6 separate regions of the Mus musculus genome follow, and regions 2, 3, 4, 5 and 6 are each linked to region 1. The links are chromatin contacts, called in public ChIA-PET, HiChIP or PLAC-seq and promoter capture Hi-C maps. All regions are on one chromosome and are shown on one strand. The core of a region is the stretch at or near the end of the contact, and the rest is flanking DNA. Distances in the headings are between cores, read along the strand shown. Region 1 holds the start of Khnyn (KH and NYN domain containing). Region 2 holds the start of Slc22a17 (solute carrier family 22 (organic cation transporter), member 17). Region 3 holds the start of Ngdn (neuroguidin, EIF4E binding protein). Region 4 holds the start of Thtpa (thiamine triphosphatase). Region 5 holds the start of Jph4 (junctophilin 4). Region 6 holds the start of Cenpj (centromere protein J).

Region 1 (5,062 bases), core at 734-3,233:
GGCCTGAGCTCCCCACCTCACGAGATGGACCCTGCCCTCTAGATGCCTCCTGCACCAGGCTTAGGAGCTCCTCCTGCACGGCCAGGGGCAGCCGCAGCAGGGCCTCTGTGTAGGCATCCTCCCTAGTCTGCAGCAGGGCAGAGAAGTCTCTCAGCACTCCGCCATTGTCAGGGGCTCCGGGACAAGACTGTAGCTGAAGGTCCCAGCTCAGCCGTTGCACTAACTCCTCCACCCGGCTCTGGGCCATCACAAACGCCTCGGTTAGGCCACTGATCATCAGAGAGCCAGGAAGCAGAGGCACCAGGTGGGCAGATGTGCTCCAGGCCAGGCAGTCAAGGAAGAAACCGTGGGCTCCCAGAAAGATGCAGTGCAGTCTGGGTGGGTAGTGGATCTCACTCTGTAGTTCTGGGCTGCAGAGCCCCTTCAGGTATTCCTAGATAGGGAGGTCAGAGAGGAAACTTCTAGAAGCCATCCCTTTCAGATTCACTGCTCTCCCTGAGCTTCAAGCTATTACATCATCTAAGTAGATACTGTTTCTATTCACACTGTAGACCTATGGAAATGTAAGAACAGACCAGAGGGCTGTCAAGTGATGGAGCCTATTGGCCTTGGGTGCAAAGGGGGGAAAAAGTGGCCGGCCCCCTCTCAACCCCAGGGAATTCCCTGGCAAGGCCCACCTGTACAGAGGGGATTACCTTACTATCTCCAAGAGCATGAAGTGATTTGGTTCTAAAGCCTGAAGAACCTAGGCAGCACAGCAGAAGTGAAACCAAAATTCTAAATAAAAAGGTTTGCTGAGTTCCTCAAAGCTCAAGAGAGAGGCAGCCAATAAGATTGCCAAGAGGCATTTCCCAGTCCCTCCTCCGACTCGGCCTCGGGAGGGGCAGCGTCCTAAAAGGCTTTGTAGCAGCCCTAAAAGGAAGAGGACTTCACCTTGGCTCTGCAGACGTTCTCCTTGGGGCCCTCAAGCTGCAACCAGATATGAGGATTCTCTGGGCAGTCTTTGGAGAGGACGCTCATTCCCACGTTGAAGATACGCTCCAAGCGAGTCTGCTGCTCCCGAACCTTGTCCTCGGCCTCCGCAGACACCGCAAAGCGGTCGGGAGTCGGGGAGGCAAACCCCCAAGTAGACATGGCTTCTACCTGGAGTCCTGGAAGGGCAGAGGCAATCTCAAAGTCTCTGTCTCCCTTCAACCCAAATCCTAATCACATGGCATACATCCAACAATCAACAGGTCGCACCTAGTGACAGAACTGGTAAACAACCCCAGGAGATAGCAAGTCCACCTCGCGGGTGGAGAATATAGAAAATCATCTATACACAGGCCTCTCCCTGAGAGTAAGCCCTTCTTAAACAGGGCTAGCTGGGGTGGGCGACTGGCCAGAGAAAACTGATGACCACCGCCCTGAGAAGGGACGAGTTGAGAGGGCCTCCAGCTCATTTTGAGGGTCACAAGAAGTGGGTGGTTTGAGGAAAGAGTCCCAGAGCTGAGAGGTCTCGGATTTTTTGAGTAGAGGAGGGCCTCTTGGGAAATGAATACGCGCCAGAGGCTCTAACAGTGTAGTCCTGGGGTGGGGGTTTCCCCTATCCGCCTTATTCCTTCACTAACCACTCCCACCTCCCCGCCCCCGCCCCCCCTCCTCGTTTGTCCACTGTCAAGCATCCCACCCGGGGCCCAGGGGCATAGCCCGCCCTCCCACAGCCTGCGGCGGCCGCCCCCAGCCCGACCACCCTCCCGCCACGGCCTTCAGCTCCCGATCGCCCGGAAGGGGGACGCCTACCGCCAAAGCCGCGAGTTCCGCCCGCTCCTCTAGGTGCCCGCGGCGGGGGAGGAGGGGCCCGCGTTTCTCCCGCGCCCCAGGGGCCTGGGGCTGGGAGCCCGAATCTGGGAGGGCCTTCTCGGATCCTTCACCCAACCTAGACTTCTCTCGTCAACAACGCGTTGTGGCTTTGGAGTCACTTTCCGGCCCGGGGCGGAGCCAGCTCGGCTCCTCCCCCGCTAGGGCCGCACTGGCCAGGGCTCGGGGCAGGGCTGCGCTCCTCCTCCCCGGCTCGGCCTGCTGTCCTGCTGCCGAGCGACCCGCCCTCCACATCCCCTGCGGGGCCTACCGGGTCACAGACACTCACCCCACCCCCAACGCCTCCTGCCAACTCTCACGTTCGCCTCCAGTTCCTGGGGTCCTTGGGAGTTCTGCAGTTGATGGTTCCAAGAGAAGTGACTGGTCCAGAGTCACAAGAGAATCCTGCCCTTGACACAAGCACTTTCACCAAGTAGATAGAGTTGGGGGAGTAGGGGGGGAAGGGGGGGGAGATGAGGACACACACCTTGCCACAATAAGGAAAACCCCATGGAGAAAGACTGAAAAGGAGAAGATGAGAAAGGAATTGAAGAAATTTTGTTTCGTGTGTGTGTGTGTGTGTGTGTGTGTGTGTGTACACACCCTTGTGTGGCTAGAGCCCTCATATCCTCTCTCCATTCCTCTTCTCCCTCCCAGGGCCCAACTGCTGTCACTCCATGCTCTGCCAAGGAGGAGGGATCCGCAGAGACAGCAGTAGTAAGGCCAGGCAGAGCTGTGGGACACAAAAAGATACAGGGAGGGGAGTGCCCGGGCTAGGTGCCAGACTCACAGAGGACAGCAGAGCAGGGCAGGAGTACTGAAGCCTTGAAGCAGAGGGGGGAGAGCCAAGGGGACAGAAGACAGGAAAATCTGTGAGTTACAGAGGCACCTAGCAAGGATGGGGACGGAATGGCACAAACCCAAGCTGTCCTTGGCCCTGGTGCTTCTGACCCTGGAGGCTGGGTGGGCTCAAGAAGGGTCAGAGCCTGTCCTACTGGAGGGGGAGTGCCTGGTGGTCTGTGAGCCAGGCCGACCTACTGCAGGAGGACCTGGGGGTGCAGCCCTGGGAGAGGCACCCCCAGGACGAGTGGCGTTTGCTGCAGTCCGAAGCCATCACCATGAACCAGCAGGAGAAACCGGCAACGGTACCAGTGGTGCCATCTACTTCGACCAGGTAATCCCTCTGCCTCTGTCCGGAAGACATGCAAGGACCTGGACTCTACTGTCCAAGCCCCTTTGCATCCCTCGGACTCCAAGGAAACCATTACCTGCATCTCTTGCACCACCTTCCTCTAAGATGGCCACTGACCGTTGGTTGGCCTTCTTTCATTCATACACACAGCACCGTAGCCCTTCCTCATAGTTTTTGACTCTACACATTCCTGTCACACCCGTTTGCCACCCCTTCTCTCCTCACCCACTGCACAAATGCCAACCCAGTGATGCTCCTGAGCTCCCGGCACCCAGAATCCCTCTCAACACAATCTGCTTCCCCACAGGTACTGGTCAATGAGGGCGAGGGCTTTGATCGGACCTCGGGCTGCTTCGTGGCCCCTGTCCGTGGAGTCTACAGCTTCCGATTCCACGTGGTCAAGGTGTACAACCGCCAAACTGTCCAGGTGACCTAAGTGCCAGTCCACCTCCGGGGGGAAGGGAGGGTCATAGTGGACCGCAGCACATCCCTGGATAGCCCTTCTGTTGGACCTGTATCCCAGGGACCAGGAGCAAGGGAGGAAAGGCTAGCAGGGTATGGCAGATGTACAGAACCCAACACTGGCCACCCCTCAGTGCTCACTGGAGAGCCCACTGACCCTCAAGTTCCCAAAAGAAAACTCTTGGGAGGATGGGGGGCGGGGTGTCCTGAGCTAAGGACTAGGACATAGATGCTAACTGGGCTCCCCTCCCCAGGTGAGTCTGATGCTGAACACATGGCCGGTCATCTCAGCCTTTGCAAATGACCCTGATGTGACCCGAGAGGCAGCCACAAGCTCTGTGCTGCTTCCCCTGGACCCGGGGGACCGTGTGTCCCTGCGCCTGCGTCGGGGGAATCTTCTGGGTGGCTGGAAGTATTCGAGCTTCTCAGGCTTCCTCATCTTCCCACTCTGAGGACCCAAGCCTTTAAACGGAGATGTCTAGCATCTTTCTGCCCTTCCCTGCCCCAGAAACAAAGTATCTTTGGAGCAAGAGAAAGGCCCCCTCCAGGCTGCCTACGGCCCACCTCCTTGCATGAGATCATAGTTAAACACCCAAGGCTAGGAGCAGAGCAGAGCTACGGAACCTCTAGACAAAACGCCTCACTCAGGTCGCCCTCCCAGTCTCCTGCTGCCCCTCCTGCCCCTCCGCAGCTCCAGTTTAAGGCAGGGTTTGCTAAGAGGGAAGCTTGCACTTCTTCACAGACTCCACTCCTCCTGTTCTCCACCCCAGCTTCCTGCTCAGCGCTATTTGGTGACAGGTGGCGCAGGTAAGCTTGACAGGCTCCCACAGGGGCCCAGATGGACCAGCCTCATAGTACCTGCGGGCTCCATCCTGTGAGGAATGCCAGCAATGAGAGCTCTCGGCCAGCACCCTGTGAACAGGGCTGACAGCTCAACCACAAAAAAGCAGTGTGGGGAAGGCCACAGAGCATCCGTAGCTGGAGAGACAGGATGGGGCCATGTGCCTACCCTGAACATGTAAACATTCTGCAGGTAAACTGGGACAGTCAGAAGGCAGGAATCCTGCCGTCCATCTGTGCCAGGTCCCAATGGACTCTGGCCCTCATTGCCTGACCAGAGGCTTGGGTGTGTGTGTGTGTGTGTTTGCTCTGGCTAATAGGGGAAACTAGAGCAGGTATACAGACCTGGAGGCAGAGTCAAAGGTCACGAATGAGTCATCAGTAACCACATGTCCTCTCCCTCAGCCACCTCCTAGAACTGCCCCACCTTGGAAATCTGAATTTCAGTCACTCCCTACTCTTGATCGACATGTAGTTCCTCCAGCTGTCTCCCAGCTAATTTCCCTGTAGTCTGCTCCCCCCCCCAAACGCATCGTTCTTCCTCTACTTCTACTACTGTCTTACTCTTCTTTTAAGGTCTCCTGTTACCTGGGAGTCCATGACTCATCTCCCCCAACTAGTATCCCACCAACATCAGAAACTCTTTTTACCCAGTTGTCCCAATGGTCCAGCATGAACGGACCTACCTAGAACAACTGGGGAGCTGCGGCTGTTAAAACAGTGACTTGT
Region 2 (5,062 bases), core at 1,274-3,773, 970 kb after region 1:
TTCGAGGCCAGCCTGGTCTACAGGGTGAGTTTCAGGACAGCCAGGGCTACACAGAGAAATCCTGTCTTGGAAAAAAAAATAAGATTGAGCACCTTTCTAATCGTACCTGAAGGAAAACATTTTCAGATTCGGGGGCCAACAAATTCACCCCTAGACATTGAAGGGCATTCCTGTCTTCTGGATAAGCTTTCCAGAATGAACCCTTAACTTGGAGTCTTCAGTTCAGATAGTAGATGTGTCAGTTCTTCTCTGCATGTAAGACACTCCAGTCACTCTTGTCTTTAGCTTTAGCATGAGAGTGATCAGAATGGTCTTACAGGGCTTTTGAAAGCAAGAAAATGCTTAAACTAAAGAATTCGTAAGCTGGGCTACCACACATCTTCAATCCCAGCCCTTGGAAGCAGAGACAGGTGGATTTTTGTGCCTGGTCAACATAGTGAGACCATGTCTCATGAAGCAAAAAAGTTACGGAAATATTCCAGGATAAAGAGAAGGATGGAGACCAACTAGTTCCAGGGAGTTCAGGCTATAAGAGACAGTAATTCTGAAAGAGACAAAGAGACACGGGGGTAGGGTGGGGTGGGGTCGGGGGTTCTGAGGGCACTTGCATTAGAGAAGAACTGTATTTGGAAATTTTCTGAACAGAGGAAGTAACGGAGCAGTGAGTCTGGCTCGGACTTCCATGGCATTCATAGGAGAAATGAAAGATTCCTGAGGCTTGGTACTCCTTCCTCGGTTTACCTGGGGTTGAGGGTGAAATACCTACCAAGTACTACATTCCTAAGAGGAATACCCATGAAAGTACCTAGTTCTAATACCTATATATGTCTGGGTATCTAGTTGAAAATTATGGTTCAAGGGTCTGGATGAGGCCAAGATTCGTGCATTTTTTAGCAACCTCTCAAGTGGTACGGATGCGGTGGGGCCATCAGTCACACTTTGAATAGCAAGTTGGGCTCAGGAAAGATTTCTCTGAGGCAAAGATGCTTGAACTGACAGCCAAAGGTTGAAAGAACCTTACAGGAGAAGCCTTTGGCCTAGGAACCAGCTCCTGCAAAGGCCCTCGGATGCTGGGAAAATAAAGAGGGCCAGCCAGGTGGTCGGAGTGAAGAGTGTGGGGAGGGTGGAATGTGGCTACAGAGAGCATGTGACCAGGCATGTAGAGATCATGTGACCTGGCATGTCGGCCCAGGTGTGGCATTGTCTAGAGTATTTTTCTTGGAAAGAGAAGTTATTGAAGGCAGTTGAGCAAGAAAGAGACCAAATCAGACCTTCATTTGGAGTTCTGACAAGGTGGTTCACCATACAGGCCTGGAAATCACTCTTTTCTCCAGAACCCTTGAAAAGATGGAAGACAGGAACTGTCAAGTTAGCCTCTGACCTCCAACAAACACAGCATGGCCTGCATACCTACACACACGCATCATGTACTTGCACAGTAATACATTTTTAAAAAAATGAAACATCTGCATTATAAAAAAAAAAGATGGATCCATCTGCATCACAAGTAACATGGAGAGAAGCAGAGTGGCCTCTGCACACCAGTCAGTCCACCCTGAGTGAGAGGACTGTGGAGTAGCAGAGTAGGAAGAGTTTTATAAGGGTCTTGACATGAGATGAAGGCATTCCAAGGGCACACACCGAACATCGGACCTCACCATCGGTGGATGGTGAAGGCACCGTTGTTTCAAAGAGGGAAGCATTCGAAGATACCCAGATTAATGGAGAGGGTGTTGCATGATTGTTCTCTTGAGGCCTCTATGAGACATTCACGCTTATGTGGGCTCCCAAGAGGTTGCTTCACCGACTTGGGACTCTAAGAAGAGGTGGGAACAGGAAGCAGTTGTGTCTTGTCTGGGTCGACGGTGTCTAATACAAATAGTGCGGAGGTAAAGGCATGAGATGGTAAGGTACACATAACGCTGAACAGGAGAAGGAACATGTGACTGCCATGGAGAAAATGGACAGGAGAAAAAAGCCACAAGGTGAGACTTGGCAGTCAAGGGAGGAAGGTTAGAAGGTGGTCAGCAGTGCCAAACGTTGCTGGAAAATGGTGATCCAACCGAGTTCGGTGTGGGGAAACGCAGAGACTTGTTCCCCTGAAGAGAATGGAAGCTAAAGAGCAGAAGCAGGGTGCCAACGGATTCGTCCATCTGCATAAACCACACTCCCCTAGAAACCACCTCTAAGGGCATTTTGTCCATCCTTTAATCCTTCGCACACTGCCTGGGATACAGTAGGCACTTACTAAATTGTATCGATAAAATTAATGTGAAAGGGTGGAGAATGGAAGGATGAACGAGTGACAGGGAAGAACTGGAATAAGGAGGCATCTCAGGCGCTTGTCCCCGCTATATCCTTCACTTTTTTTTTTTAAACCGCAATGGCCTGCAGCTCCCAAGAAACAAACGATGGAGACCCCAGCCCATCCTTCAACGGGGGGCCTTGGCCCCCCTTTATCTCTGACGAACAGTCTGGACCCAGGTTCTGCTGACGTGGGAAGGGGAGGAGAGTCTGGAGGAAGGGGAGGGGAAAGCAGCGCAGAGACCGTAGAGACGGAGGAGGCGCCCGCGGCTGCAGAGCTGCAGAGCGGGGTCTCCCGGCCCTCTGCGTCCTAGCTCTCCGCACCTAGCCCAGCCAGACAGCAGCTCATTCTCTCGGCGCGGCCCATAGGGCCCCAGCGGTCGGCAAGCTGGCTCCCCGAGTAGCCACCGGGACCCCCGAGCCCAATGGCGGGGGCGGCAACAAAATCGACAGCGCCGTGGAGATCGCCCCCGGCTCCAATGGAGTAAGTGTCTGCGCCCCGGGGGGCCTCGGGCGACCTTTCCCCGCCCGTGCTGCGCGCCCGGCCTCCCACCCGCGGTCCCCGCGTGCCCGCGGCCTCCCCCGCCTCACCTTCTCTCCCCCACCCCTCGCCGCAGCAGGTCGGGAGCCTCGGAGATGCGGTCCCCCCCGAGCAGCTGCAGGGTGAGCGGGAGCGCCGGCGGGAGGGGGAGGGCGACGCGCTGGGCAGCAGCCTGTCGCTGGCCGCGCCCCCGGGACCCCTCAGCTTCGAGGCTCTGCTCGCCCAGGTGGGGGCCCTGGGTGGCGGCCAGCAGCTGCAGCTCGGCCTGTGCTGCCTGCCCGTGCTTTTCGTGGCGCTGGGCATGGCCTCAGACCCCATCTTCACGCTGGCGCCCCCGCTGCACTGCCACTACGGCGCCTTGCCCCCCAACGCTTCGGGCTGGGAGCAGCCCCCCAACTCCAGCGGCGTCAGTGTCGCCGGCGCGGCCCTAGCAGCCAGCGCCGCCAGCGGAGTCGTCACCAGTACGGACCCCTCGTGCAGTGGCTTCGCCCCACCAGACTTCAACCACTGCCTGAAGGACTGGGACTATAACGGACTGCCCGTGCTCACCACCAATGCCATCGGCCAGGTGAGGCGGCCGGGCGGGACCTGGAGTGGGAGCGGGCCAGGGCATCGAGGACCCTGCCTCATGCGACTGCACCACTCTCACGTCCCCAGTGGGATCTGGTGTGTGACCTGGGCTGGCAGGTGATCCTGGAGCAGATCCTCTTCATCTTGGGCTTTGCCTCCGGCTACCTGTTCCTCGGTTACCCCGCGGACAGGTGAGGATGTTGTGGGGGGTAGGGCAGATAGAAAAAAGAAGGGTTGCAGACAGAGCTAGGGTTTGAACAAACCCTGAGCTGCTGGGTTTGCAAGAGGACGCGGATGGTCCCGTTGTCTATCCTCGGCAGCCTCCTCTGGACTCCTGTGTAACTACTGTTTCCTCGCCCCATCAAGAAATACACATTCTATACCCACTTCCACACAAGGAAATGACCACACACTCGTGACCCAGTCACTATCAGAAGATCTGTATCCATGAGACAGTGGAGAGGCTTCATCTCAAACGTTAATCGATTCTTCAACAAAAACCTGGCCTCCACATTACATGTTCCATCTCCCTCTCGTTGCCCTTACAATCCCAGATTCATCTTCACTGGCTAATAACCTACTAACGACTGTTAGCTCATCTCAGTAGCCACATTACTAAAACTTAATGTTAATCCCCAAATATAACCAGCTTCATTCCCATTGACCAATAAGTTAACTTCACAAACGGATCACACACACACACACACCATCTCTGACCAGGGCTCCAGCCCCTACAGTTGTCAATTATCTCTGCTAGATAACTCTCTGAGTAACTCACACTTCCATGCCCGCCCCCCACTGCCTCTGCCCTGTGGATCTCTGACTCCAGGAGAGCCTCACAAGCCAACAATCTTCATGGCTGGCCAGAGCTTTCAGATCCTCTTGGACCCAAACTCCCATATCCATAGATCGGTGGTATCTCATCCAAAGAGCAGCGGTTCATCCGGCTAACTAGTAACCCTCTGGGTAGATCCAAATCCATGTTGCCTCTGCTTCTGAAAGCCAGGACGACTGACATGAGATTTACAGTCCTGCCTAAGTGATTCACCAGGTTAATACTTCAAAATAGTGGTCAGGTTCCTGAAATCCAATAGCCATCCTCACTGCTTAGTAACCACCTACACCTGTGGGCCAGTGCTCCTAAACCCACAGAAAAGAGTTCGCACCCCCACCCTCCCACCCCCCAGCTTCAGTAGCCTCATTCCTATGGAGCCAGTTCCCAGTGACGGGTAATTTAGTCTCGTACAGTCAGAAGCCTTGACCACATTAATCCAATCAGCTCGTCCTCATGAAAAATAGCCTTCACTAATTGCCTTATTCCAAGGTATAGGTGCTCCCTGCTCCTTCCCAAGTACCACTGACCTTGTCTGTCTTCATCTACCCGTTACTCACCTCCCAGCAGTGAGTAGCTTAGTAGCCCTGTAGTCCTGTCCTTGCTGGCTTGGGATCAGTGACCATCATCAGCCACCAGTGCCCCACATTGTCAGTCTCATCTCCCCATCCCTAATGTCTCTTCTCATAGATTAACCTACTTGTCCCCATTGGCACCCACCAGCCTATACTAAGACCTTCCGTTGTTCCACCACTAAAGATCAATTCTCCAAAAATAAGGATTCTAATCCCATAGATCAGTAGACCCATTCCCTT
Region 3 (5,062 bases), core at 1,075-3,574, 870 kb after region 1:
GAGCAACTCCTCGGCTGTCCTACATGGCTGCTCAAAGTGACGACTCCATTCTTACGTCTTACCCACACACCACACCACACACACACACACACACACACACACACACACACACACACACACCACAACATCCACAAAACCACCTACTCCCCCACAGCATTCAATGGTGAGTATCTCAGGCACATAGCTACTCTCAAACCCCACTGCTTTCTCTGAGGTACCTTTTTTTTGACTCTGCTTGGCTGGCATATCACTCCTCCTGACTTCTGTAAAATGACTGCCACTACTCCTATCTAGTCTTCTGGTCTGCAATTCTTGCCAGACTCCTGTACAGAACCCACACATTACCCCTTTTAGATGAAGCTCTAACTCTTAGGACATACACCACATAACAAACCTACAGTAAAAACCAAACCAAACCAGCAAGCACATCATATGAGGAGGTCCTCCCTCTTCAAGTACCCCCCCCTTAAGATTTACAGTTATTTATGTGTATGTACATTCACACGGCACATGTGTATGGGATGCCCGAGCTAGAATTGTGGGTCATGTAGACACGAGTGCTGGGATCCAAGTGGTTACGTCACCTGGACGGGTGACGTAACCACGGAGCTGGCCCTCCAGCCTGTGCAGGAGCCCTTACCTTCTCTGTAGAATACGTTCCAGCTCGAACTTTTGTCGTCAGTGCTTGGATTTGTGCAGTGACAGCCATCACCTGAAATTAGCCAAGTTAAACCCGAATAGCTCACCCGACCACAAGTAATGTCTATGAACAGTGAAGGATAAATACTAGATAATGCCGCCTAAAAAATGATCTGAAACGCTGTTGCTGAACACCACTGAACTGAGCGTTTCCAACAGTTCTCCAAGAGGCAGAGAAAACATCGTCATGGTGCTGTCTAAAGATGAGGGAGGGGGTCATTAAGAAACCAAGTGAAGGGGGTGAGGAGCCCGACAGTGGCGATGAGGGCTGTGACTTTTGTTGTTTGTGGGGTTGTTTTTGTTTTTTGAGATAGGGTTTGTCTATGAAGCCCAGGTTGTTCTGGAACTCACTATACACTCCAAGCTGACCTTGAACTCACAGAGATCCACCTGCCTCTGCCTCCTAAGTGCTGGGTTTAAAGGTGTGCACCATAAACAGGCCAAGGAGTGTAATTTTATCTGTACCACTAGAACTTACTATGTAAATGCATATTAAGTGGCACTTATAGCCACTATTTTGACAGATTGTCAACATCTGTTTTCTTAGTTATTATTTAAATAAAGGAGTTTGGGTATAACTTAAAAAAAGTTTTCTGGGGGGTGGCTGCAATCGGAATGTAAAGTGACTAAATAAAATAAATAAATAAGTAAGTGAATGGGGGAAAAACAGCTTTCTGTATTTCTTTGGGAGCTGAATGAATTATTTTGAACTTTCATGAAGCGCATATAAGGCTTTTATTTTACACCTAAGATAATTTTGTAGTATTCGAATCATCAAAGTGTGTGGATGAGACTTATGAAGTCAAAGTTAATCCCTGACTGATTTATTCTAAAAGACATACATACTCACCTGCTCCTGGAGGTTTTTCAAAAGTGTTATCGAACTTGACACGTCTGACTCCAGCACCTCCTACAGATAGGAGGGGACAGTTAAAGGTGATCAATTTCTTACTTTAGGCGATGATGATTGCAGAACGTACTGCCTATCAAACTCCCTCCTTTCCTTCAAAACAGTCGCGACTTTTGGGTCGTTTTCCCCCCGCACAGGGGCAGGCAGCCTCGGCACACAGCCAGTCTCCTCCCACCACACCCCCCCCAATTTACTGGAAAAGACCGGAGATTTCATCGCCAAACTTTACGGCTGCCTTTGCCCCAGCCACATTGTACATGTGACGCTAGCTCTGCTCGGAACATTGTCCCACCTTAAGGCCGGGTCACCGCCCGCCATGGTCACGAGACTCTCCCTACAAAGCTCATTCTGAAGAGTAATTTGGGGTTAGCCTCCTGTCCGGAACCAGCCAACCTGCAGCGTCTGACCCTCCCTCTCATCTGACATACGATACCGCTGTGTCAGAGTGAGCGCATCCCTGAGACAACTCTCATCACTCTCATCATCCATGGTGCCAACGGTTTGCCTCGATCCGTGGAGGCGAAAGGAAACTTTCACAGATTCCTTCCTTTCCGGGAAGAAGCAAGGAGACAGAACTCACCGGAGCCGCCATCTTCGCAAAGCCCACCCTTTCCGGGCCCGAACTTCCTAGGAGCTAGCGTGAGTTCATAGTTTTGATAGACAATCACAGTTTGCAAATTTCAGCCAATGGAAGTAAGAGATCTTTCATTTCCGCTAATCGGAGAGGCGGGACCTCACCTAGCCAATGAAATAAAGAAACTCCCTGAATGTGTCAAACGCAGAGGCGTTCTTAAGGCGTAAAGGTGGGCGGGGACAGAAGCATGTGATTCGTGATTTACAGAGAATGATGGATGCTAATTCCAATAAATATTGTGCAGATTATTGATTGACAGCTAGTGCAACCAGTAGAAAAAAGAAATTAGTTATGCAGCCCGAGAGCTCATTGGCTCCCAGATGCCGCAGAGACAGTCTTTCCACGGCGTTTTCCGTGTAGTGCCAAAACAGACCGCAGGGTGGCGGCTTCCGTCCGTTCTCTGATGCGGCAGGGTTGCTGGGCCGCCATTGGCCCCAGGACTTCCAAGTGCGCCTTTCCTGGTTCTGTGACTGTCCTTGAACAACAGTGGAGCCCTTTTCATCCGTAATTTGGATGGTTGGGATGGAGGAGCGGGAACCCAAGGTTCAGAAACCGTCGGCCGCATCACCGGCCAACCCTCCCCGTGCACGCCTAGGACTCTGCGCAAAGGCCGCATTGCGCCCTGCATTCCTCTCGAGGGAAAAATCGACAGGCGAGGAACCGGCTCAACCTGCGTGCCTTTCTCACTGCTCCACTCGTCCACCGCAGAACGTGGTTAAAACCCTGGCTGTGCATATTTCCTTTGTCCCCGTCATCTTTTCTCAGTATCTTCCAACACGCCCACTCCCTCGCCTCTCACGGGCTGGAGGATTAGGTGGGAGTTATAACTCCCACTCTCCGTCTGCATTACACAATACAGCGCTAGAAAGGTCCTCCTGGCTCGGAGTTTCCTCGCGCAACAGAAGAGCAGACCTGAGCCGGGAAATCCAAAGTGTAGCTTTGGCCTTTAATCCCAGATCTCTTTAGTCAAGAGACAAGCAGAGCTCCATGAGTTTCAAGCCAGTCTGGTCTACATTGTGAGATCCCATCTCAATAAACAAAATGAAAACGGGGCTGGAGCGATGGCTCAGTCAGTGGCCAAGAGCACATATTATTCTTGCAGATGACCAACGTTCCATTCCCAGCACCCAGACAAGACAGCTCACAACTACCTTTAACTCCAGCCCCAGGGGAATTTTAGTTCCTTCTGACTTCCCTATATACAGACATAGGCATACATAAAAGTGATTGTTTTTTTGTTTTTTGTTTTTTGTTTTTTTTTTTTAAGCAAAAAAGAGTAATCCTTTTTCTATCTTGAATTCTGGGTGAAACATTCTAGTTTCTACCTATTTGGGAACTACATAAAATGGGACAGAGGGTTTGCCTGTGATATTTATTTGCTGTTTAAGGTTCATTGGGAGGCGCAGAGCACTGTAAGAACCTACAAGAGTTTTGGTATTTTTCTGTCTTTTAAAAAAAAAAGTTTATTTATTATATGTGTGCGGCACGCTTGTGAAGATCAAATGGGAGTTGGATCTCCTTCCACTATGTGAGTCCTGGAAATAGAACTCAGTTGGTCAGCCTAGTGGGCAAGCGCCTTGACCTGGAGCCATCTTGTCAGCACTTTTCATGTATTTATTAGGATTTTCTTGTGAAACTTCTGTTTTAACACTATTTTTTGGAACTTGAAGTTTGTCATATGTGTTATAGACAAACGATTACAATATCTGAGAAAATAAATAATACTTCCTTTTAAAGAAAAGATTTATTTATTTTATGTATTGAGTACGCTGTCACTGCCTTCAGACACACCAGAAGAGGGCATCAGGTCCCATTACAGATGGTTGTGAGCCACCACGTGGTTGCTGGGAATTGAACTCAGGGCATCTGGAAGAGCAGTCAGTGCTCTTAACTGCTGGTACTGCCTTATTTTTTTTTTATCATTAAAATACCAATAACCTTGGCGAGATGGCTCAGCTGTTAAGAGCACTGGTTGCTCTTCCAGAGGTCCTCAGTTCAGTTCCCAGCACCCATGGCAGCTCACAACTGTCTGTAACTCCAGTTCCAGGGGATCTGACACCCTCATACAAATCCATAGTAGATAAAGTTAAAAAAAAATGAAGAAGGGGAAAAAATTAAAAATACCAATCACCTTGTATGTTACAAGAAATATGAGAGCTAACAATGCAATAAATCTTTCTAAAGTTATTTCAGATTCAGCCAGCAATCAAGAACACAAGAGCATTAAATTTGTCTGTTTTGTCTTTTGTTGTTTTCAACAGCTCCAGATGCTGCTGAGCACTCAGCACATTTACAAGTATACACTGAGCAAAGATAAAACTTTTTTAGGAATACAAATTTAATTGCAGTTTTAATTATTAACATTTAGCATTTTTGAAAGTTTCATGAGTACATATTTACATGATTTCACCCCCTATTCTCCCTCCTCCAACTGCTCCTGTGGCCTCTCTCTATCTCAACATCATGATTTCTTCTTGTTTCACACACACACACACACACACACACACACACACACACACACACACACATGCAGGCAGGTAGATAAGTAGATTTGTCTAAATAAATGCAATGTGCTGAGTCTATTCAGTGTTGCTTATGTGTTTAGGGATATATATTGTGCTGGTTCGTTTTTTTGTCGATGTGACACATAGGGTTACCTGGAAAGAGGGAACCTCAATTGAGAAAATGCCTTCATAAGATCGGCCTGTACACAAGTCTGAATAATGATAGATGTGGCATTTACCAAGTGGTCCTGGCTTATATAAGAAAATGAGATGAACAAGCCATGGATGGAGCCGGTCAGCATCAGTCCTCCATAT
Region 4 (5,062 bases), core at 1,606-4,105, 790 kb after region 1:
TCAGAGTGGGCGAAAGACCAGGCAGAGCTGGAGGGGAAAGTGGCTCCGTTGTAAGGGAAAGGAGCACCGTGGGTCCGGATGTGAATGGCGGCTTCAGAGTTACCTTCCCTTTTGGAAAGTGAACGCTGTTGTCAGGATGCTGAGTCCCCTGTGGCCTCACCAGAACTGGCTGCTTCTAGCAGGCGCTGATAGTCCAGAGGCCTGAAGCGCTGTAGGTATACCATGAGCTTGGCTGGTGCCTCCTCCTGTGCTGGCACTCCTGCGGGCAAGAGGACAATGAGGAAAGAAGCAGGTGGAGCCCTCGGACATGCTTCGGTTCTGTTCCCTGCCTACCCAGCCAGGACTCCAAAGTCTGCAAGGCAGTACTAAAAATCCAGAGGCCATCAGGGCAGTTTCTCCAACCCACCCATTCCCTGCAGAAGTGAAAACCTCCCTGCAAAAACCCACTCGGGTTGTGTGGCTGGAAAGCCACCCAAGCGCCTCTCCTCCAGCAATGAGAAATGGTAGAGAAGCATCCTGTGCCACGGAGACAGGGGAGCCAACTCACTTCATTTATTACCGCTTTCTCCCAATCAAGATTCAAGCCCATCTAGGCAAGCCAAAGCTCATTAGCTTGGTAATGGAGCACAGGCAGCGGAGTACAGAAGATAACCAAGTGCTATGGGAAACAGAGGAAAGCAGGGGCTGTGGAGTGGCGAGTGGCGTTCACAGAACCTCAACTCTAACGGCCTGATGCACACATCGCTAATGGACAGCAGCCTGCTGACCCACAGCAGGGAAACTCCACGGGTGGTCTCCAAGGAGGCTCAGCCCTCCAGGGCTGTCAGGCCCAGTGCAGTGCACAATCTCAGAAGTGTGCAGATGAGCTATTTCAGAACTAGGCATGGAAACAGAAACATCTGACAAAGAGTTCACCACTGCCCCCGCCCCCCATACCAGTGTCATGCTCAGCCAAAAGCATGGACAACGAGGTGTGGCTACCTACACCTGTAATGCCACAAGCTTAAGGCCTTTCCTGGGCTACATAGAAGACCACAGAAAGAGCCAAGGGAATAATAACCATGTAGGAAGTTGAAAGAGAAAAGAGAAGTTTGTGGGAAGGATCAAAGCAGAGACCTAATAAATAGAACTAGGAGAATTAAGTGATAACCAGGATGAAGATTGGGAACCGGGAAGAATAAAATCCAAATTAGCTACTAAAGAATTGGAAAGGATTCTTATCAAAGTGTAAACAAATTAGATTTTCAAGAAAATCTCTACAAAAAACAAAAAACAAAAGCACATAATTAAAAGGTGCCACATGCCTTTAATCCCAGCACTTGGGAAGCAGAGGCAGGCGGGTTTCTGAGTTCGAGGCCAGCCTGATCTACAGAGTGAGTTCCAGGACAGCCAGGGCTACACAGAGAAACCCTGACTCGAAAAAACAAAACAAAACAAAAAACCAATTTTCCTTACAAAAATGATTTCCCTCCACTCCTCTATGGCTCAGTAAGGACCTGCAGTGAGGTTAAGTGAGAAAAAAGGACAGCCCAAAGGGCCTGCCTGTCTTCCTCACCCACCATGTTCCTGAGCATAGAAGGGCCTGCCTCCCTCCCCCACCATGCTGCGCACACAAAGACCTGTCTCCCTCACCAAGCATGCTACTGACGGTGATGATCTTCTCTAGGGCAGCCGGGACTTCAGCCTTCTCGTGCACCATGGCCTCTACCTCACCCACAGCATAGCCGAAGTCCGCTGAATCCAAGTCTATTGTGAGCTGAGGCTCCTGTCCATGGGCTCCAGATAAGGCCAGCTTCCAGGAGCTTCGCGTAGTAATAAAACTAGCCACCTCCTGCAGCTTCAGCGAGCCCAGGACAGCAGCCACACCTGCAGGCTTCTGCTCCCCAGACCCGAGCAGTTCAAAGAGCTGGGCCACAATCGCAGCTTCCGATGTGACTTCCACATACTCATTGTGAGGTCCTGAGACACCTGTTACTCCAGGACATTTGAGCTCCCATCCACTACCTTCTCGTTGTCGCAGCCAGTGGTCAGACAGCATAAGGCTTAACTCAGAGGTATCATAGTATGTGTCTCGGAAGGTGACCCGGTGCTCCAGGGTGGCCCCCAACTCCTGCAGCCTTTCCTCCGTGTCAGGCCCTGGAGCGAACTTTCGCTCCACTTCAATCAAGCCCTGGGCCATATTAACCTGCAACCCTGTTTGCCAGGTATTCACTGAGTGCTCAAGGTGAGGACTAGTCAGCAAAGACGGACTAGTCCTGGATCAATTTAAGATGCATATACACTGTCCCAGAGCTCTGCTCCAGGTTCACAGGGCTCTACTTGGAGGTCTCTGCGGGCTGCAACAATGGTGACAAGTCTCCAGTTAAATCCTACTACTGATAACCCAAAAGGCTCCCTAGCAAACAGGCCGTAATGCTGATGACCTATCTTCTCGCTACACCTTGCTACCCAAGGCCAGTGATTCACTGCCCAGGATGATCTGCCATTCTTCGCCTAGCACCAAACAGCGGTACCTCGGGACACTCTTCAAGACCCCAGGGTCTCCTTCTCCCGGGACCCGGAAGTGGGGGAAGGGTGCCCACGCTACACCCGCGAGGAATGCCGGGAGCGGTCTCCGGCTCCGGACCTTAGTCCAGGCTCTTTACGCGCGAGACCGGTCCCAGCACTAGCGGCCATATTAGACCGGTGTGGCGGTGCCGATGACAAGCTAGGCCTGAGAGGTCTGTTAGGTTACGTGCGACCCAACCCGGTGGGCAAGAGAAGAGAGAGCTTCCTCTTGCCCGCTGTTCATCCTGCATTTTTCCTGGAGCCCAGGAATCGGCCAAGATCTCGAGCCTTAGCGTGAGCCTGGCATCCTGGGCCTGGTGCATGATGGGAGATGTAGTTTCCAAAGGACCACCTCACCTTTCCTGCCCACCGATCACTAAGGAAATCAGAATTAGTTTCAGCAAGCGGGACTCTACCTCAAGCTCTACAGGAAGGCTTTTGGGGGTGGCGAACGGGAAGAGTAGTTCCCAACCCCTCCCAGTGTAGACAGTGAATGCGACTGATAAAACACAAGCTATGGCTCCCCACTAAGTGGGGAGTTGTAATGGTTAGTGGAGTAATTCAGTGGTCACTTGGAATATTTTTTATAGTTGTTTTGTCTTTTGTTGCTTCTTGTTGTTTTGACACAAGGATCTCATGTAACCCAATTTGACCTGGAACTCCTCATTCCTCTTCGAGTGAGTGCTGGGTTACCTGTGTGAGCTGCCATGCCCTTACCTCTATCCTGGGATTTTCGAGAGGATAAATGGGAAACTTTCTGTCAATGGAGGAAGTGATGTTTTGAATGTGAATTAGAGATGTAATGGGACAGCTGGAGTGATGGATGCTCAGCACTTAAGTACACTTGCTGTGCTTACAGAGCTGGGATTACCTTCCCAGCACTTAAAGCGCAGGTGGCAACCTCTTTAACTCCAGTTACAGCGGGGTTCTTACGCCCTCTTCTGGCATCCTCCTGTACTGTACTACAGACAAAATACTGGTACATGAGAGTGTATGAGAGAGAATGAATGAATGAATGAATGAATGAATGAATGAATATGGTGGGATTTCTGGAGACCTAGGTGGGAATAACCGCCTGGGTAAAAGCCCAGAAACTAGCTACAGCACCTAGCCAGTATCTAAGCTGACGATGGCTTGAAGTGCAATTGAGTGGCGGGTTGAAAAGCCATGAGTGAGTGGCAGACTCAGTTCAACAGTCGCGGAGGTGGCATTGTTGGGAGTACGAGCAGTAGACAGGCAGAGTGCTGTGCTGCTGCTGGTTTCCCACCATCGGGGAAGCTGAGGCAAGAGGTGACAGCTTGCGGAGAGCCTGAGCTACAGACTGACTTACAGCCCCTCCTGGGCCAAGAGTGAGACAGGCAGGGAGCATCATGGGAACTTGGCACTTACAGACATGGCATTTTGAGCTTAGGAAGGCATTAAACAAACTCCTGCTTCTGGTCTATGGGTTGGATCTTATAGAACACAGAAAATACCAGTGCTTCAACAAGACTGAAAAGTAAAGCCAAGGATCTGAGTGGGGAGGGAACAAGTCCGAGACCCCATCTCTTCTCATTAGCCCAAACCTCACCCGTCCGTCCTCTTTTGTAGACCCACTTGCTCCTGGCCATGGTACAACCACCCTCTCCCGCTTCAGTTATATGAGGATTGAAGAACCAGTTACAAACTTTATTTACTGTTACATGGTAGAAACTCAAAATATTGGTTTCATAAGAAAATATGCCACGCAGCAAGCTTGGGCTCTGGAGACCACTGAGGGTTTACATCATGGGACTATTACTTATCGGCCATGCAATCTTGAGCTGGGAAACCTTATTTTCCTCTAATATAAAATATAAAATAAAGTCCTGTATACTCTGCTTTACAATCTTTTTTTTTTTTCTAAGACAGGGTTTCTCTGTGTAGCTCTGGTTGTCCTAGAACTCATTCTGTAGACCAGGTTGGCCTCAAACTCAGAGACCCACCTGCCTCTGCCTCCCAAGTGCTAGATCAAAGGCGTGTGCCACCACGCGCAGCTTCGCTTCAGAATCTTAAAATTTAGAATATAAAACACTGATGAGCTGTTAAGGAGAAGGAACCAAAGCCTCCCATCTCCCTTCCCAACACTGAGTTAAGAACACAACAACACTGAGAGAAACACTATGAAACTGCTATGAAACAGAATGTTCTAGTAATCAAACGGGGGGGGGGGGGACGATAAGACTAGAAGAAGGGAGTGAAATAGGGATGAACCTCCTGAAGGCTCTGCGAAGCAATAGTGCTTTAAAATAAAACAACACCCAGCACTTGGGAGGTAGAGGCAGAAATCTAGTCTATAAAACGAGTTCTAGACAGCCAAAGCTACCCATAGAAGCCCTGTCTCGAAAAAAAATTTTTTAAATAAAAATAAAACACACTTCTGTAAGCAGGATAAAGAGGAGGGAACAAGAGTTTTAAGGGACCTGCCCTTTTTGCAGGCATAGGGTAGACCTACTGCCTGAGTCAAGGAAGAAGCCTGTGGATATGGACGGTCTGC
Region 5 (5,062 bases), core at 1,277-3,776, 770 kb after region 1:
ATTTGACCCTCAGACTGTGAGGCAGGGGAGACCCTTCTTCCACTAAGTTCCTTGTGTTGGGTACTTTATCTTAGCAATGAGAAACACACTTACTAAGTTGGGAATCTGACATACGTGGAGTTCTAAGGGCTGTTACACATTAGCATGTTAAGTAACTTCTAGATCCAGATTATAAAACTGAAATAATACCAAGTTAGTTTTGAAGCCACCATTTGTTGGGCATTTACAATGCACTGGGAGAGCACCATACTAAATGGTTTTTTCTCTGTATATTATCGTTTGTACTGTTCATATAGTCACTTCAGCCCTTGCTGCGCTGTAATATCCCCATTGTAGAGACAGGCCAGCTACAGCTCAGACACATCAGGTAATGTGCTCTGCTTTGTCAGTTTAGGAAGGCCAGTGTTGGCTCCCGGCCTAGACTGCTCAGTTACAGTTGGTGTGGGGACCGATGAGCTAATGCAGACAGAGTGCCAAGCACAGAACCTAGCTCCAGCTAACACCAGTTCCTCTCTCCATGACACTTTTACATTTGTAAATTGTGACAAAACAAACCAGTTCAGTCTCAAAAAGAAAAAGAGAAAAAAAGAAAGAAAGAAGGAAAGAAAGAAAGAAAGAAAGAAAGAAAGAAAGAAAGAAAGAGAGAGAGAAAGAAAGAAAACAATAAAAATAACAAGTGTCCCTATTCTGAAAGAGATGACTGTAGCAACCATTAGGGACAGGCCAAAAGGCTAGCTCCCTCAGAGAAATGGGGGAGGAGCACAGCCAGGGCTGTGTGTCCCATATATTACAAGACTTTCTCAGGACTTCACCAGTAAAGATGTAGATGTCTAATGAGAAATGAATGAATGAATATATGAACCAACTATCCTGTATTAAGTGGACCCCAAATGGACTCTGGGATTTTTGTTGGTGATGGTTGGTTTTGGTACTGGAGATTGAACTGGGGGCCTTGCACATCCTAGGCACATGCTCTCCTACTAAGCTACACATCCCCAGTACCTGATGGCTACCCTGCTTTGTTCTCAAAAGTGCTTTAAATATGTGGTTCCCTGCTGAGTATGATGTTAAGGTGGCTGTGCCTGTAATCCCAGCACTCGGGGAGGATGAAGGAGGAGCCTGGGGAACATAATGAGACCCTGTTTTAAAAAAAAAAAAAAAAAAAAGAGTAGTCTCTGCCCTGGAGAAACTTCTAGAAAAACACAATGTGATTTAGGGATATAGCTCAGCAGACACACAAGCCTACAGCCTGAGCTCAATCCATGGATCCTAGGTGAGAAGCCAGATGCAGTGGCCCACATCTAAGCCTAGCACTCCTAAGGAAAGATGGGAGTCCACAAGAGGATCAGGCCAACTAGCCTGGAGTACATTACACAGAGGAGACAAGAGCTATCTCAACAAGACAGAAGACAAGGACTTCCTCTGATATCTCTCTCTCTCTCTCTCTCTCTCTCTCTCTCTCTCTCTCTCTCTGACACATGCACACACCACCACCCCACTAATATATACATAGTGTGTAGTATGCACACACATGTGCCTGTGTGTGTGTGTACAAGAGAAATCCCTGTTTATTTCGATCTTCATACTCTTTATTTTACCAAAGTACCCAATGTAACCCTGACTTTAGGGGATGCTCCCAAGCACAGACATCTGGAAGAACTGAAGGGCTCGAAAGACACCAAGCTGCCAGCTAGAGCCCAGTGATAGAGCACGCGCTTTATCCCAAGAACCAGAATTCCGTTCCCAACACCAACAAAAATAAAAGTCTGCGTTTAGTGTTCTACTTCTAGCTTTGCCAACTTTGCCAGTGTGCCCCTTGGTGAATGACTTCCCCCTCGGGGCTCTGGATCTCTTTAAATCAGGTGTGGGGATGAGGGGTGGGCAGCGGGGACTAGGTCCTATGGGGAAAGAAAGGCAATTGAGCACACTGGTGCCTCCTTCCCTGTAAACACGCAGGGGCAGGCCAGAGGAAGCTGAGAAGGGAGGGAATGCAGTACGTGAATACCTGTGTGGTCTACTTGTGCTGTCAATCTGGAGAGTGGACTCGAAGAGGTCGATGATGGGCTTAAGGGGCCACAGCAAAAGCCTGCTCAAGCAAACTTGTGTAATTTGCTGTGTTGTGAAAGAGAAGACTCCAGAGCCCTAAGATCTTGGTGGCCTCCTCAAATTTGAGCCCCCTTAATGAACATACCAACACTCCCTTCAGAGGGCCCATCCTAGACAAACTGTTGGTGTCCGCGGAATATTGTGTGCATTAGCTTAGTGGGGCCTCCAGACAGGGCCCCATCTCAAGCTACCTCTAAAACTGTGACAGGGTGGGCGCTGTCTGGTGGAGGAGTTTGAGCTGAATGGGCAGAGGTATCCACGTTCAAATGCCTCCTGGCTTCCGGCCAAGCAGCTGGCAGGTTCATCCCTCTCCCCAGGGTCCTCATAAACACCACTTCCGGACCTCCTGTCTCCATGTGGGCTCTTCCTGCCGGGATTTCTATTCTCATGCCTGCCCTTTCTCTGCAGAGCTTTCTCCCGCTCGTCGCGAGCCTTATTTCGCTCTCTTCTTCTCCCTATGTGATTCTGCTCCCCTCCTTCCCTCCACCCTTGACTTCTCTCCCTAGCTATCTCTCAAGAGTCCTGGAATGGGTCTCCCTCGCCATCTCCCATGCCGGCTATATCTCCCCCTGCCATAGCTCTCACCCCTGCACCTCATTCTTTGTATTCCTCTCGCACTCCCGGTCTCCCCAGCATCTCTCCTCCCCCGCCTGGCTCTGGCCTCCCCCTGCCTCCCCATCTTAAGACTCCTCCCCCTAGCTCCTCTCCCCTCCCCTCCCTCCACCTCACTCCACTCCCTGCCTGCATGCCACGGTTTCTTTCCACCGTGGGGGTCTCTGAGCCTTCCATTCTCCTCTCCGCCTGCCTTCTCCCTCACCTCAGGGGTAGCGAACCCCCTTTTTTTCTGCCTGAGCATCCTCGCACCACCCCCACTGCCACTGACTCTCTCCCCACCCTCTCCTCTCCGCTTCTCTCTGCCCCTTTAAATCTGCCTGGCCCAGCCTCCCCCTTGATGCTGGGTTTGGAGCAAACATTGATTTGTGCTGGGATGGAATTGGAATTTTGATTTTTTTTTTCCTCTCCCAACCATAAGAAGAAAAAAATAAAAACACCCCTTCTTGATAGCCCCCTCCCCTTTCCCATCCAGCCCCCAGCTCCTCTTCGCTGTCTCCGTTCAAGACAGATTTTTTTCCCCCTACACTTATTCTCATCCCCTCCACCCTGCCACTACCTCACCCCCCACACTAGCCTGCACCTTCAGCCGAGGAAAAGGGACTCTCCCATAGCTCCCCCACCTTCCTTCTCTGGGTTGTAGCAGTCTCTCCGGAAGGGAAGGGGGCTTGGCTTGTCCTGGTGAGGTGTGAGTGGAGGGACCCTGCCATGGAAACTGCGCCTGGGAGGCAGCCTGAGCCCCAGCACACATGGTGAGTAACCTGTCCCCTCCCTTTCGCCAGTCTGCCCATCCCTACCCTCATCCCCCACCCCACCCCCAACATCCCCATTCTACCATCGGCCCACCTGGGGCCGGCTTTCTAGCTAGCTACATTTTTACCCCCTTGCCTCCCCCGCACCCGGGTTTGCTAGCGGAGCCAAAGAATCCAGGCAGAGGGGTCCAAATCGCCAGGAAAGCAGGTGTCGGAAGACCCTGCCCTGGCCCCTCCCAGGTCCCCCACCTCCAACTGCCATCCACGCTCCACACTCTGGGGTTCTGGGTTGGAAAAGTAGGACTCGGGATCAGCGCTGGGACCCCAAGTCCCGGGAGGCGCCCTCTACAAGTTGGGAGGGATGGGAAAGCCCCCTTGCCCTCACCGCTTGGGAGCTGCTAAAAGATGCTGCCTAGGGGGGATGGGAGGAGGGCTGGAGGGCGGTGCTGATGCCCTAAAGCTACCGGCAGGGGAGCGGCTGGCAAAGAAGGGGACCTCGCTTTCCACTTGCCTCGCTCTCCACTTGCACCCCTCTTTCTCCGCAGCCACTCAGGATGAGGGTCCGGCCCTGCCTGCCCGCGCTGGGGCCCCTCCGCCCAGCCCCGGTCTAACTGCCCCCGCCCCCAAGCCTCGCCCGGCCCCCAGGCCCCCAGCCGGCTCTCCAGCCCCATGATGCGCTGAGCTGCCGGGGGGCTGAGGCCGCGCCAACTACATGCATGTCCCCCGGGGGCAAGTTCGACTTTGACGACGGGGGCTGCTACGTGGGGGGCTGGGAGGCGGGGCGGGCACATGGCTACGGCGTGTGCACCGGGCCCGGCGCCCAGGGAGAGTACAGCGGCTGCTGGGCTCACGGCTTCGAGTCGCTGGGTGTCTTCACGGGGCCCGGCGGACACAGTTACCAGGGCCACTGGCAGCAGGGCAAGCGCGAAGGGCTGGGCGTGGAGCGCAAGAGCCGCTGGACCTACCGCGGCGAGTGGCTGGGCGGGCTGAAGGGGCGCAGCGGCGTATGGGAGAGCGTGTCCGGCCTGCGCTACGCCGGGCTCTGGAAGGACGGCTTCCAGGACGGCTACGGCACCGAGACCTACTCGGATGGAGGTGCGGGGCCCGGCCCACTACTGTCTGCCCGTCCGCGTGCGCCTCCCGTCGGCCTGGGGCGCGTGTGCTTCCCCAGCCTTCCGCCTTCCACGCCCTGCTATTCCCATCCTCCATCCTCCTTCCCCAGCCATATGCGTGCGGTGCGCCAGCCTTCTGTTTCCAGTATTGCCGTCCGTCCCTCACACCATCCCCCAGCTCAGGACCCCAACCTCCATCTTCCTGCCTCTCCCACCACCACAACCACCACCACCATACTCATAACAAACTCATTTGACAGTTTTTCTTCCTGCTTCTCTCTCATTCCAACCTGCCTGCCCTTTCCACCTGCCTGACCCCTCGCCACTTAACCTGTAATCTTCAAGTCAGCTTGTAGCCTGCTGTCCTGCTTGCCTGTCACGTGCCTTTTTTACACACTGCCACCTGTCAGCTTGAGCATCACGGTCTCTGAGCCACCTGTCCTTCATATACTCCAGCCTGCCCGTTTCTCTGCCTTTCCC
Region 6 (5,062 bases), core at 504-3,003, 690 kb before region 1:
CTGAGCCATCTCTCCAGCCCTTTATTAAAATCTTAATAGCTACTTTAAACTTGAATGTGGAGACATGCTTTGTGGCACATACTTTGGGAAGTGAAGGCAAGAAAACTAGGAGAGAGAGAGAGAGAAAGGGAGAGAGAGAGAGAGAGAGAGAGAGAGAGAGAGAGAGAAAGGATGAGTGTGATAAAATTTGTTTATTCAGACAACAAGCAATGTGGCATAACATACTATACCAAATAAAATGTAGGCAGAAATAGTAGAGAATATTGTGATTATTGTCAAAGACACACATTTTAAGAAAATGATTTTTGGGCATGGTTTCAGGCCAAAAGAAGACCATTTGAACCCTCATTCAGCATCTTAAGTTATTAATTTACTGACTAATCAGCTTAGGGCAGTGGATGGAACTCAGCCTCTGGTACAGCAGGCAAGGTCTTTGCTACCCACTGAGCTCCATTCTCTTGTCAACATTTTAGGTGTGTGATCTTGGTAGTTTTGAACTTTGGCTTTTTCATCTATGATGTAACCTAACAAAACAAAGCAAAACAAAAACTTTTCCCGTCTCCATGTTTGAGGTGTCTGTACAAAATTTTAATTATCTTTAATAATATTGATTTATTTGAACTAATTAGTATAAAGGGCAATTCTTCTTGATGACCTTTTTATATAGAATCTCATGTTAACATACTGGCCTCTAACTTACTCTATATTGGAGGGTGACCTTGAATTTCTGATTCACCTTCCCCACCTGAGAGACTGGTCACCAATTTTGGATTATACAGTGCTGAGGATAGAACATACTAGGCAAGCATTTGATCAACCGGAGAAGAGAAAATGGGATGGCCTAGTGGTTATGGGCATTTGCTGTTCTCTCTCCCAAGATTGGGTTCAGTTTCCAGCTCCTACATGGTAGCTCACAAACATCTGTAGCTCTAGTTCCATGGGATCATGGGATCAGATGGCCCCTATGACCTCTACAGGCACCAGACACACGTCAGGGCACATACTAACATGAAGGCAAAATATGCTTGCACATAAAGTAAAAATAAAATAGTAAAATTATATATTTAAAAAACAGATGTTAGTTTACAATATTGTTCAAACCTAGTCTAAAAACTGTGGTAGCTTGAAGTGTTGTAGCATCCTAGATTAAAGGGTCATGTCTGTATTTTGGAACCCCTCTGGTGGCAAAACAAATAAACAGTGAAATCTGCGCTCAACATTCCATATATAATTTTAATATCTGCACTTTCAATATTCCATATAATTTAAACACTGAATGCACACACTTTGTGCAGCCATCGACTAGCCACATAATAGATGATTATTTCCGGAGTAAATTTTTCCACGGTTATCTTCACTTATTCGTCCTACCAATGTCACTTTTTTGTTTTAAACAGGTCTTTATTAAATCAAACCCATTCAAAGAGAAAAGCGAAGACGACGAAACTCTCCCAAACCTGTCGTCTTTTAGATTCGGTTTGAATCTCTGTGTTCCTGGCACAATGGAGTACGCTCTCTGTTACCGCAGGGGTCAGATCTCAATCGGTTGACTTCAGAACAACAGCTGTTGACCAGTGCCCGCCGCAAAAGAGCGCGCATAGAGCATCCCCTAGCAACGTTTATGGCGGTGTTGCTGGGAGTTGTAGTTTGCATGTGTCCGAGGCGCCTGCGCGCAAGCTCACACGGACTGTAGGAACTACATTTCCCAGGAGTCACTGGACCAGAGTTGGGCGGGGCCGGTCCAGGAGGCGGGGCTCTGGCTGCAGCGATGGTTGTGGCGGCTCATTCGTAAATGCCGGGCCAGCTAAGTGGTGACTATCGCTGGTCGGAGCGGTCTGAACAGCTGTTTCTTCGAAGAACGGTAACTGATGGGCGGAAGGAGCGGAGAAGCCCGTCCGCCGCCCGGTTCCTGAGAGGCCAGCTTGGGCTTTGGGGCTGGCATGGCGCGGAGGGCTTGGCGCCCGCGGGCGGCGGTGGTTCCGGGGCTTAAGCCCGCTTTGTTCTTCCGAGCACCCGGGGGATCGGTCCTCAAGGGGGTCGGCCGGGGTGCGTGTTTCTGTTCCGGGCGACACGCTCGCCGGGCCGGGTGCAGTGGCGCCGCTTGCAGTCTTTCAGGAGGCCTTATCTCGGCTTCTCCAAAAGCTTTGTTGCTTTCAAGAAGAGTTGTGTTTCAGGGGAGGCGGACCTGTCAGCTGAAAGTTTTCAGGGTCTGAATTGTCTCCTCGTATCTTCCTCAATCAAGGTCTGAATTGTCTCCTCGTAACTTCCTCCTTCTCCAGTGCAGATAATTTATGTTTTGAACAGAAAGATGTCAAAGCTTTCAATTAGTCGATTTTTTTTTAAAGGCAGCTTTACGTACAATTAACTTACGGTAATGACTACAACTTCATAAGCAGGTGGTGTTGTACCTCAGATTTTAATATCTGAGTTTACATAACATACTGTCCTAGACAGTCTATTATTTGTAGTTTACCTAGGCCTTCGTATAAGTAATAAAAAACAAATTTAGGGGAAAATTTTTGGCGTTCTTTAGACAAGGGCTTGTTATGTAGCCCAAGCTAGCCTTCCACCTCAAACACTGTATTATAGGTGTGTATCATCAATACCCAACTGTGAATCAGTATTTCAATACTTAAAACTGGCAGTACGTATAGTTTTAGGACCACAGTAATGGACTTGTAGCAAAGGTATGGAAGTTTTAGTGCTTTTTAAAAAAAGGTGTGTGTGTGTGTGTGTGTGTGTGTGTGTGTGTGTGTGTGTGAAGACGATGTTAAGATGCTGCCCTAAACCATTATTACACTTTGCTCAGTCTAACAGGGAATTGTTGACGATTTTCACATTACAGAGTGACTTTCTTTGCAGCTTGTTTACTGTCTAAATTAAGATTTATTTAGTTTTAAGATTACCTTTTACAAATATTGTTGTGTACATGATATGTGTTGGATTTCATGCATGTTCTGCATGTGTGGAGGGCAGGGGACAACTTTGTAGAGTCAGTGTCTCCTTTCACCTTTATGTGGGTTCCGGGACCAGCTCTGATCGCCAGGCGTGTACAGTTTGCACTTTACCCACTGTGAGCCATCTCTCCAGCTCTGGGTTTTCTTGCTTTTGTTTTGTTTTAAAGACAGTCTCTCACTTTACACTCACACTGTCTTTGGGACTTGCTATGTATCCAGACCGGCCTCACCCCTGTGATGACCAGCTTCCTTCCTCAGTGCTGGCATTATGCTTGTGAGACCCCATGTTTGATTTAAACATTTTTTTTTTTTTTTTTACTAAGGATGTTGAAATTTAACCAAGGTTAACTGAAAACTCCCTTCCTTGCCTTTACAGGTAGGTTCCTAATGTAAAAACAATTAGGATTATCTTTCTTACAACAGATTACAAGGAAATTACTATTCAGGAATTAACAGTTACTGGATAGCTAGTTAATGCGTGCTACTCTTTTTTGTTTTTTTGTTTTTGTTTTTCGAGACAGGGTTTCTCTGTGTAGCCCTGGCTGTCCTAGAACTCACTTTGTAGACCAGGCTGGCTTCGAACTCAGAAATCCACCTGCCTCTGCCTCCCAAGTCCTGGGATTAAAGATGTGTGCCACCACGCCCTGCGCGTGCTACTCTTAAGTGTATGATGCAGTGTATATACTCCCTGCAGGCTGGAGCCCTTTCTCAGTAAGAACCAGCCCCTATCTTTCTAGGTGCTCTAGTTTGGCTCTCCTTGTTATGGTAGAAAACAACTAACTGAAAACAACTTGGAGTTTATTTCAGCTTACATGTTGTGGCCTATCATCCAGAGAAGCCAGGGCAGGAGCTTGAGGCAGGAACTGATGCAGAAACCATGGCAGAGTAATGCTTGCTAGCTTGCTTCATGGTTTGCTTTCTTATATGACCCAACCCACCTGCTTATGAGAGGCATCGCCCACAGTGGCTGGGCCCTCCCACACTAGTCATTAATCAAAAAAAATGCCCCCAACAGCATGCCTAAGGAAAGCAACTTGATGGCCAGTCTGATGGAGGCAATTCCTCAGGTGAGGTCCCATTATCTTCAGTGACAAGAACTAACCCCCACACTGGGTATCTGCCATTCTCAACTTTATAATTCCATTTTTCTCCGCTTCGCTAGTTTACTTTATGCTTGTGCACCATTTGTGTGCCCAGTGCCCTCCGTGAGCAGGGGAAGGTGTTGAATCCCCAGCAGCTGGAGTTCTGGATGGCTTTGAGGCACTGTGTTGGTTCTGAGACTTAACTCAGATCCTCTGTAAGAGCAGTAAATGCTCTTAACCACTGAGCCATCTCTCCAGCCCGTCTACATTTCCTATACTACATTTGCTCTTGCTCTGTACTTTGTGGTTCATGGTATGTCTTGCATCACTTCCTTAAGGTTTTAATTGTGTAAATGTAATGAATGTATGCCACACGGGTGCAGGTGCTGGCAGAGGTCAGAGGTGGGCATCATGTTCCCTGGAGTTACAGGTGGTTGTGAACTGTTTCACGTGGGTGCCAAGAACACAACTTGGGTTTTATGGAAGAGTAGGTAGAACTCTTAAGCACTGAGCCATCTTTCCAGCTCCTTATGGGTTTCTTTTTTGAGATGGTCTCACTCTGTAGTGCAGCTAGCCTGGAATTAGCAGTGTAATCCAGGTTGGTCTGGACCTCATGGTAGTCTGCTTGTCTCAGTTTCTGAAGTGCTGGAGCTATAGGTGTGGGCTACTGTACTTGGCTTGCTTATTTATTTTAATTTAGGTACTGAATCCAGGGCCTCACATATGGTAAACATCAGAAAGCCACATCTTGAGGTGGGGGCTTACACTGTATCTCAGGCTGGCCTGGAACTCCCTTTGCCTTGGTCTCTTCAGGGCTGGCATAACAGGTGTGGGTCACAGCACCTGGCTTCTTTCCCTTCATTGCAAGTGTGAGCTTGTCCCTATATAACAGAGGTACACAATGCCTAGAGGCAAAATCGCTAGATCAAGGCTTTTGTGCATTTTATGGTTTGGATAGTTAACTGCCTTACTCTGCAAAATATGTTATATTTCTAAGGACAGCTTAATAAAATAATTTCTGCT

The links. Promoter capture Hi-C pulls out the DNA fragments that hold promoters and counts their contacts. ChIA-PET counts read pairs in DNA pulled down with a chosen protein or histone mark. HiChIP or PLAC-seq counts read pairs in DNA pulled down with a chosen protein or histone mark.
Region 2: a promoter capture Hi-C map of frontonasal cranial neural crest shows a contact between it and region 1. The contact joins the promoter of Slc22a17 here to the promoter of Khnyn in region 1. A contact is called at or near these places in 5 of 39 promoter capture datasets (cranial neural crest, frontonasal cranial neural crest, liver and 2 more).
Region 3: a contact with region 1 is called in an RNA polymerase II ChIA-PET map of memory CD8 T cells, with 11 read pairs. The contact joins the promoter of Ngdn here to the promoter of Khnyn in region 1. A contact is called at or near these places in 3 of 39 promoter capture datasets (liver, maxillary cranial neural crest and pre-B cells), 2 of 115 datasets of contacts at active chromatin or transcription factors (large pre-B cells and memory CD8 T cells) and 1 of 9 other capture datasets (adipose tissue).
Region 4: a promoter capture Hi-C map of liver shows a contact between it and region 1, with 3 times the contacts expected there. The contact joins the promoter of Thtpa here to the promoter of Khnyn in region 1. A contact is called at or near these places in 7 of 39 promoter capture datasets (the 3T3-L1 cell line, the C10 cell line, the HPC-7 cell line and 4 more), 3 of 484 Hi-C or Micro-C datasets (B cells, CD4 T cells and retina), 5 of 115 datasets of contacts at active chromatin or transcription factors (bone marrow-derived macrophages, embryonic stem cells, large pre-B cells and 2 more) and 1 of 9 other capture datasets (adipose tissue).
Region 5: a promoter capture Hi-C map of second pharyngeal arch cranial neural crest shows a contact between it and region 1. The contact joins the promoter of Jph4 here to the promoter of Khnyn in region 1. A contact is called at or near these places in 11 of 39 promoter capture datasets (3T3-L1-derived adipocytes, the C10 cell line, the HPC-7 cell line and 8 more) and 2 of 484 Hi-C or Micro-C datasets (cerebellum and retina).
Region 6: a contact with region 1 is called in an H3K4me3 HiChIP or PLAC-seq map of bone marrow-derived macrophages, with 4 times the contacts expected there. The contact joins the promoter of Cenpj here to the promoter of Khnyn in region 1. A contact is called at or near these places in 1 of 39 promoter capture datasets (neural stem cells), 1 of 484 Hi-C or Micro-C datasets (neutrophils), 3 of 115 datasets of contacts at active chromatin or transcription factors (bone marrow-derived macrophages, memory CD8 T cells and pancreatic cancer cells) and 1 of 9 other capture datasets (liver).

Annotation. Positions count from the first base shown.
Region 1 is chr14:55,881,863-55,886,924 of GRCm38.p6, reverse strand. It overlaps Khnyn (KH and NYN domain containing), which reads right to left and starts at 1,983. Exons shown (of 8, transcript NM_027143.3): 1 at 1,783-1,983; 2 at 934-1,151; 3 at 1-433. The coding sequence starts at 1,134. It overlaps Cbln3 (cerebellin 3 precursor protein), which reads left to right and starts at 2,669. Exons shown (of 3, transcript NM_019820.3): 1 at 2,669-3,013; 2 at 3,339-3,458; 3 at 3,748-5,062. The coding sequence starts at 2,738. The coding sequence ends at 3,945.
Region 2 is chr14:54,910,593-54,915,654 of GRCm38.p6, reverse strand. It overlaps Slc22a17 (solute carrier family 22 (organic cation transporter), member 17), which reads left to right and starts at 2,523. Exons shown (of 10, transcript NM_001360406.1): 1 at 2,523-2,788; 2 at 2,922-3,413; 3 at 3,503-3,606. The coding sequence starts at 3,147.
Region 3 is chr14:55,012,716-55,017,777 of GRCm38.p6, reverse strand. Ngdn (neuroguidin, EIF4E binding protein) reads right to left here and starts at 2,324. Exons shown (of 11, transcript NM_026890.2): 1 at 2,190-2,324; 2 at 1,550-1,609; 3 at 641-712. The coding sequence starts at 2,201.
Region 4 is chr14:55,092,577-55,097,638 of GRCm38.p6, reverse strand. Thtpa (thiamine triphosphatase) reads right to left here and starts at 2,855. Exons shown (of 2, transcript NM_153083.5): 1 at 1,633-2,855; 2 at 1-259. The coding sequence starts at 2,179. The coding sequence ends at 132.
Region 5 is chr14:55,114,399-55,119,460 of GRCm38.p6, reverse strand. It overlaps Jph4 (junctophilin 4), which reads left to right and starts at 2,526. Exons shown (of 6, transcript NM_177049.5): 1 at 2,526-3,470; 2 at 4,016-4,565. The coding sequence starts at 4,187.
Region 6 is chr14:56,568,537-56,573,598 of GRCm38.p6, reverse strand. It overlaps Cenpj (centromere protein J), which reads left to right and starts at 1,753. Exons shown (of 17, transcript NM_001014996.2): 1 at 1,753-1,861.